Linked DNA regions of Mus musculus: region 2 is linked to region 1. Evidence: chromatin contacts called from public HiChIP or PLAC-seq data. All regions are on one chromosome and are shown on one strand. The core of a region is the stretch at or near the end of the contact, and the rest is flanking DNA. Distances in the headings are between cores, read along the strand shown. Region 1 holds the start of Adam12 (a disintegrin and metallopeptidase domain 12 (meltrin alpha)). Region 2 has its middle 36 kb from the start of Adam12.

The links. HiChIP or PLAC-seq counts read pairs in DNA pulled down with a chosen protein or histone mark.
Region 2: a contact with region 1 is called in an H3K27ac HiChIP or PLAC-seq map of embryonic fibroblasts, with 28 read pairs. The contact joins the enhancer-like site here to the promoter of Adam12 in region 1. A contact is called at or near these places in 16 of 39 promoter capture datasets (the 3T3-L1 cell line, 3T3-L1-derived adipocytes, the HPC-7 cell line and 11 more), 1 of 15 datasets of contacts at CTCF or cohesin (the NIH/3T3 cell line), 24 of 484 Hi-C or Micro-C datasets (the AML12 cell line, the C2C12 cell line, the MNK3 cell line and 14 more), 7 of 115 datasets of contacts at active chromatin or transcription factors (the NIH/3T3 cell line, embryonic fibroblasts, embryonic stem cells and 3 more) and 3 of 9 other capture datasets (adipose tissue, liver and pancreatic islet).

The regions. Positions count from the first base shown.
Region 1 is chr7:134,223,826-134,226,387 of GRCm38.p6, forward strand. Adam12 (a disintegrin and metallopeptidase domain 12 (meltrin alpha)) reads right to left here and starts at 1,272. Exons shown (of 23, transcript NM_007400.2): 1 at 962-1,272. The coding sequence starts at 1,052.
Region 2 is chr7:134,260,129-134,262,690 of GRCm38.p6, forward strand. No RefSeq gene overlaps it. Among named protein-coding and RNA genes, the nearest start is that of Adam12, 36 kb to the left of the region's middle. Within about 2 kb of position 1,268, at least 78 of the 459 cell types and tissues checked have an H3K27ac peak or open chromatin away from gene starts, as enhancers often do. A contact at or near this core is called in the AML12 cell line, the C2C12 cell line, the NIH/3T3 cell line and 9 more, where this site is marked.

The DNA of each region.
Region 1 (2,562 bases), core at 22-2,521:
AGAAATGAAATGTTTCGTGTTGGAAACAGTTGATGATGGGGGGCTAGCTAAATGCCTGATACCTAGAATCACAGAAATAAGAGTTGGAGGCCAAGGTGAATCATTCATTGGTGAACAGCGCCCCTAGCGGCAAAAGGGGCCGGCAGCAAGGGTGACTAGGGAAGCTCCCGAATTTTAAAAAGGCACCTGCTGTGAGTTCTCATTATACAAACAGGATCCACAGGTGCCCGGGCTTTAAGAAGATTCAACTCAGGAAAATACAAGTCTATAAAAACTCCTTTAATGTATGCACTTTTGTTTAACTCTGGAGTGGGTACTCGCGCTACACGAGGTCTTGGTGTAAGCCCTTACTTACCAAGGATGAGCAAGAAAGGGGAATGAGTTCTGTTAAAGTTTGATCCTTACTGACAATTAGCGAGTGAAGCCAGAAATCGCTAAGGGCCACGAAGTCAATTGAAACAAAAAAAAGTAAAGAGCGCTGCAGGTACACCTGTGATGGGAGGCCGCGGGGGGCGTCCTCTGCATCCCCCAGCTGTGTCAGAGCGGGGGTGGAAAGGAAACCTCGTGGGGAGTTGACTCCGAAGCTGGGTGAAGGAACTCACTACCCCACTGGATCAGGAAAACGACCCCACGCACACCCTCCCAGGAGACACGTGTAACTGTCAAGACACTGTGAGCCTTAGGAGCAAATGTCACTCCAAGACATTTCATTCAGACATTAGCTGCCTCAAGGCCCCCAAGCAAAGCGTCTTCTTCTCCCGTGCCACCCCAACCCAACCCCCGGAGTGAGCACCTGGCGGGGGACCAGTGTCAAGGCTCTGGGAGCGCGAGCCAGGGGGGTCCTCAGATGCGCCCTGGGTGCGTTTGCTCTCCCTGTGGCTGTGGCACTCGCGGAGACCCTGACTTGTAGCGAGGTGGCGGGGAGAGGACGCGCAGGCAGCCGCCTGTGCGGGTGACTTACCTCGGGCTGCACGGGGCGCCAGCAGGGCCCCAGCCAGGGCCAGCAGGAGGGCGCGGGCGGGGGGCGCGCGCCGCGCCGGGCGCTCTGCCATTGTCGCCGGCCTGGCGTGCAGCTGCTTCGGGGGCCCCGCGGCCAGCGCTGCAGCATCCCACGCGGGCGCCGAGCTGGGGGAAGTCCTACTGCCCTGAGTCTGCCGCGACCCCCTCGCGCAGCGCCCGGGTCGCTGAGCAGCGAGTCTAGCCTTTCATTTTTTCAAAAAAAAACTTTCTCCCCTCCCCGTGTGTGTGCGTGCGCGCGCGCGCTACTCTGGCACGAGCCGCCCTTGACCGTTGCAATAAATGAGCAGCCTGTCCGAGTTGGCGCCGGGGACCAGCGATCTGAGGGCGGGCCTGTGCAATGGATCCGCGGCCAGCAGTCGCCGTTCTCATTACCACGGAACAAATTAGCGTCTCCCCCGCACCCCGCCTTCCTGCGGCGTCCCGCGGGTCCTAGAGACCGCTCCGGGGTCCCCGACAGCCTGGGTCCTATCCACTCCCGGGGGTGGCTGGATGCAGGATACCCTCAGACCCCTTGTGCGAGCCGCCGCGTAGACCAGCTGTGTGGCGCAAAGGCGCGAGAACGCACACTTCCCAGCCTCAGGATGATGTGGCCGCGGGGCCCGGGGCGCCGGCAGCCAAGAGCACACGCGGCGCCGGGGTCCAGCTTTCCAGACTGAGGCTGGAAAGGATGACTGGGCTGCTAGCTGCTGGCTAGCTGGGAACCGGCGGGACGCGAGGAACAGGTCTGGTATATGGTGCACAGCCAGGCAGCCTGTGGCTGGACGTTCCAAACCGCCAAACCAGTACCTCACACCTCAGAAATAAGATTGAATTTACAGTAGCAGGCACTCGGGCACAGCGTTTTCGCTGTGGTGCTCTGGTTTTGATGCTGATAGATTGGCCAAAGTTTCCTTTCAGTTATCTAGACCCAGGAAAAGGTCCAGATACGTTCCAAACTTCACTGATCTTAAGGGGCACCTGGCTTGGCTGGTTAGAGATGCAAATTGCAGCCGGACTTGGTGATGCATGCCCTTCATCCTAACATTTGGTGGGCTGAGACAAGAGGGTTACTGCAAGTTTGAGGCCAACAAGGGGCTACACCCTGTCTGGTTCAACCTGAGCTACCAAGTGAGATTCTGCCTCAACAAAAAACCAAGATAGTGGGCAAAGCCTGACGGGGAGAGAAAATGCCAATTGCCAGGCAGCCTCCTACATCTTCAGAGTGAGCTGTTCTTCGGGAACACAGCTAGGCTAGCCCCAGTAAAGGGATGGAAGGCCTCACCTCAGGGTTATAGTTGTACCCTTCCCCGCCTTCTCATTGGCCTGACATATTCCTAATCGGACTCTTTGTGTTCCTGAGAACCAAGTGAGAAGCAGCAGGCGACAGACAGACAGACAGACAGACAGACAGACAGACAGACATCTGGAGAATAATGGCCACTGTGGTCCCTAACATGGGAACTTCTTAGAACTTGTAAGGGCTCAAGGGGATGCCACACCCATCCTGGCCAGTGAACCAGAACCCATCTTGGGCCTGGCAGTTTTCAAAGCCTTAGTTGATTA
Region 2 (2,562 bases), core at 18-2,517, 36 kb after region 1:
CTGTTGGGCTCAGCTTTTGCTCGTGGGAAGCACTCAGGACCAACCACTGCATGTCAGCTCATCTACTGAGTGAGGAGTCATCTTCCTCCCTGTCTTTTAAGAATTTTAAAAGTTTTCCTTTGTTTGTCTTGAGATGCTCTGAAAAAGTCTGCTCTTTCCTTCCCAGGGTCTAAGGCACTTAGATCTGGGACAAACACTACTACTTGAAGTCACCTTTCTGACTGCACCAAGGCCCGACAAGTGCCATTCAGGATGTGTCCAGGAACCTTTTTTGAGAGGCAAAGGAACCAACTAGAATTTCAGTGTCGCCCTCCCTCCTTTTGTGCACATTCCAGATGAGCACCTCAGATTAAATCTTCCATTGAGACACCACCTGCAACTTAAAGAAAAGCTCTGAACTTTTGGAGAAGCTTGCAAAGTTGTCATTGCTATAGTCCATGTGACTTGTAGACCGAGGTCTGCCTTGGTGGAGGATCCTGGCCTTCGAAAATAAGCCACAGGATGTTAGTGGGGGACCTTGCAGAATCTCCAGTACCTGTTGCATAGCCTGCTCTTCCAGGATCAGCCAGCCTTGTCCCAACTGTACATAGCAAGATGGGGGAGGGGAAGAAGAGGGAGGGGGAAAGGGAAGGGGAAAGGGAGAGGGAGAAGGAGGGAGAAGGGAGAAGAAGGGAGAAGGGAGAAGAAAGGAGAAGGGAGAAGAAAGGAGAAAGGAGAGGGAGAAGAAGGGAGAAGAAGGGAGAAGGAAGAAGGGAGAAGGAAGAAGGGAGAAGAAGGGAGAAGGGAGAAGAAAGGAGAAGGGAGAAGAAAGGAGAAAGGAGAGGGAGAAGAAGGGAGAAGGGAGAAGAAGGGAGAAGGAAGAAGGGAGAAGAAGGGAGAAGAAGGGAGAAGAAGGGAGAAGGGAGAAGAAGGGAGAAGGGAGAGGGAGAAGGAGAGCGAGCTAGAGAAACTTCCAAAGTGATTCAGTCCCAGGAATGGGCTGCTTCTGCCAAGGATGGCGGGTTTCAAAGGTTTCTGCAGGGCTACACATTTGTGGGCAATTTTGATGAAAGTACAAATTCAAGGAGCCTTACCATGTGGAGCCATCTGCTGATGGACACACTGTAATCACTTAGCAGCTCACTTCCTTTGAGAGTGCACACAGTGCATTCCTGTCCACCCAAAGAAGTCTTTTTTTTTTTTTTCCTACCACATTCTTAGTTGCTTGACCCAGAACTCTCATGTACCAATGATTAGATCACACTCCCTGGGCAGACACATCCAGCCCCTCCTGCATACACTGTGCCTCATACCCAGACTGTGGGTCATCAGATACACTCAGAGGCCAGGTCTAGTGCATGACTTTTTTTTTGCCAGTGAATGGTGAAAAGTAGGGACTCTGAGAGACAGAGAATTATCCACACTCTCTCATGATTGGCTGCCTTACCGGTACTTCTTTCAGAGTCTTGCTCCACAGAGCAAGTATTTGCTGACTCACCCAGGGGAGCTGACAGCTTCCAGGAAGTTGGGTTGGCAACAGACGCTGTTTGAAGAGCCAAGACAATTGTTTTCCCATTATTCCATTACCAGCTGGCAGACAGGATGTATAACCCAAATAGGAATTGCTCCTTCCACATAAAGTCATGGGGACCACCGGGAGATGGCTCAGTTCTCTTACCACCTGGATGTCTCTAAGGATTTCAAATGTTGCCTGGTCCAAACTCAGGAATCTTTCTTTAGAAACTCCTCAGCCCCCTCATGCTGCATCTCTGAAAAGCCATCTCCATTCTGGACCTAAGACATCCTCAAATGCAAACAAATCATTCTCAGAGAATTTGTTTGGTGACGTTAAGATGGCAAAGTCTAGTTAGAATTTTCAAACCCCACGGAGTCTTTCTTGAGGTCTGAGTTTAAGAAAAATACTCAACAGTTGGTGGCCAGTTCCTGAGAGGAGGGAAGAAATGGCTGCGTTATTTCTGTAGGCCTTGATTTCTCTACTTATCATAACATTAGATATTTCTGTTATTACTATACAACATAAGAGAAACTCAGGCTGTGTTCGATCCATTTGTCAGCATTAAAATAATTTCTACAATAAGAAAATAAGCTCAACAGGAAACCAAATGTTCATTTTCTGCCTTGTCCCAGCCAGAACAGAGGGACCATTACCCCACACCAGACAACACGCCATATTCCTACGTGGTTCCCCTCTCTGGGACCTTAGTTAAGAACCGCCCTTGAAAACATTCTTTAGTGCCATTTAATGTGCGGCTGGCTCTTCCTTCTTTACATTTGAGGACTCAGCAGCAGGTTTGGAGTGAAGGTGAGTGTTTTATGAACTCTTAAAAGTTGGCTCCATCTAGCATTCTCTCTTTAAAATGTTAGCTGACAGAAACCCACCTCCTTAAGTATCACCGAACAGTCTGGAAACAGCTGGGCCCTGAATTTAGATGCATGGGAAAAGCTTCTGAAATACTCTGGAGATACTAAAGAAAAGTAAGGACAGATGTCTTGGGATCTTCATCCAAGAGAGTCTGTCCTTAACTATCGCAGAATTGACTTAAAGTGTGCATTTTTTTTCAA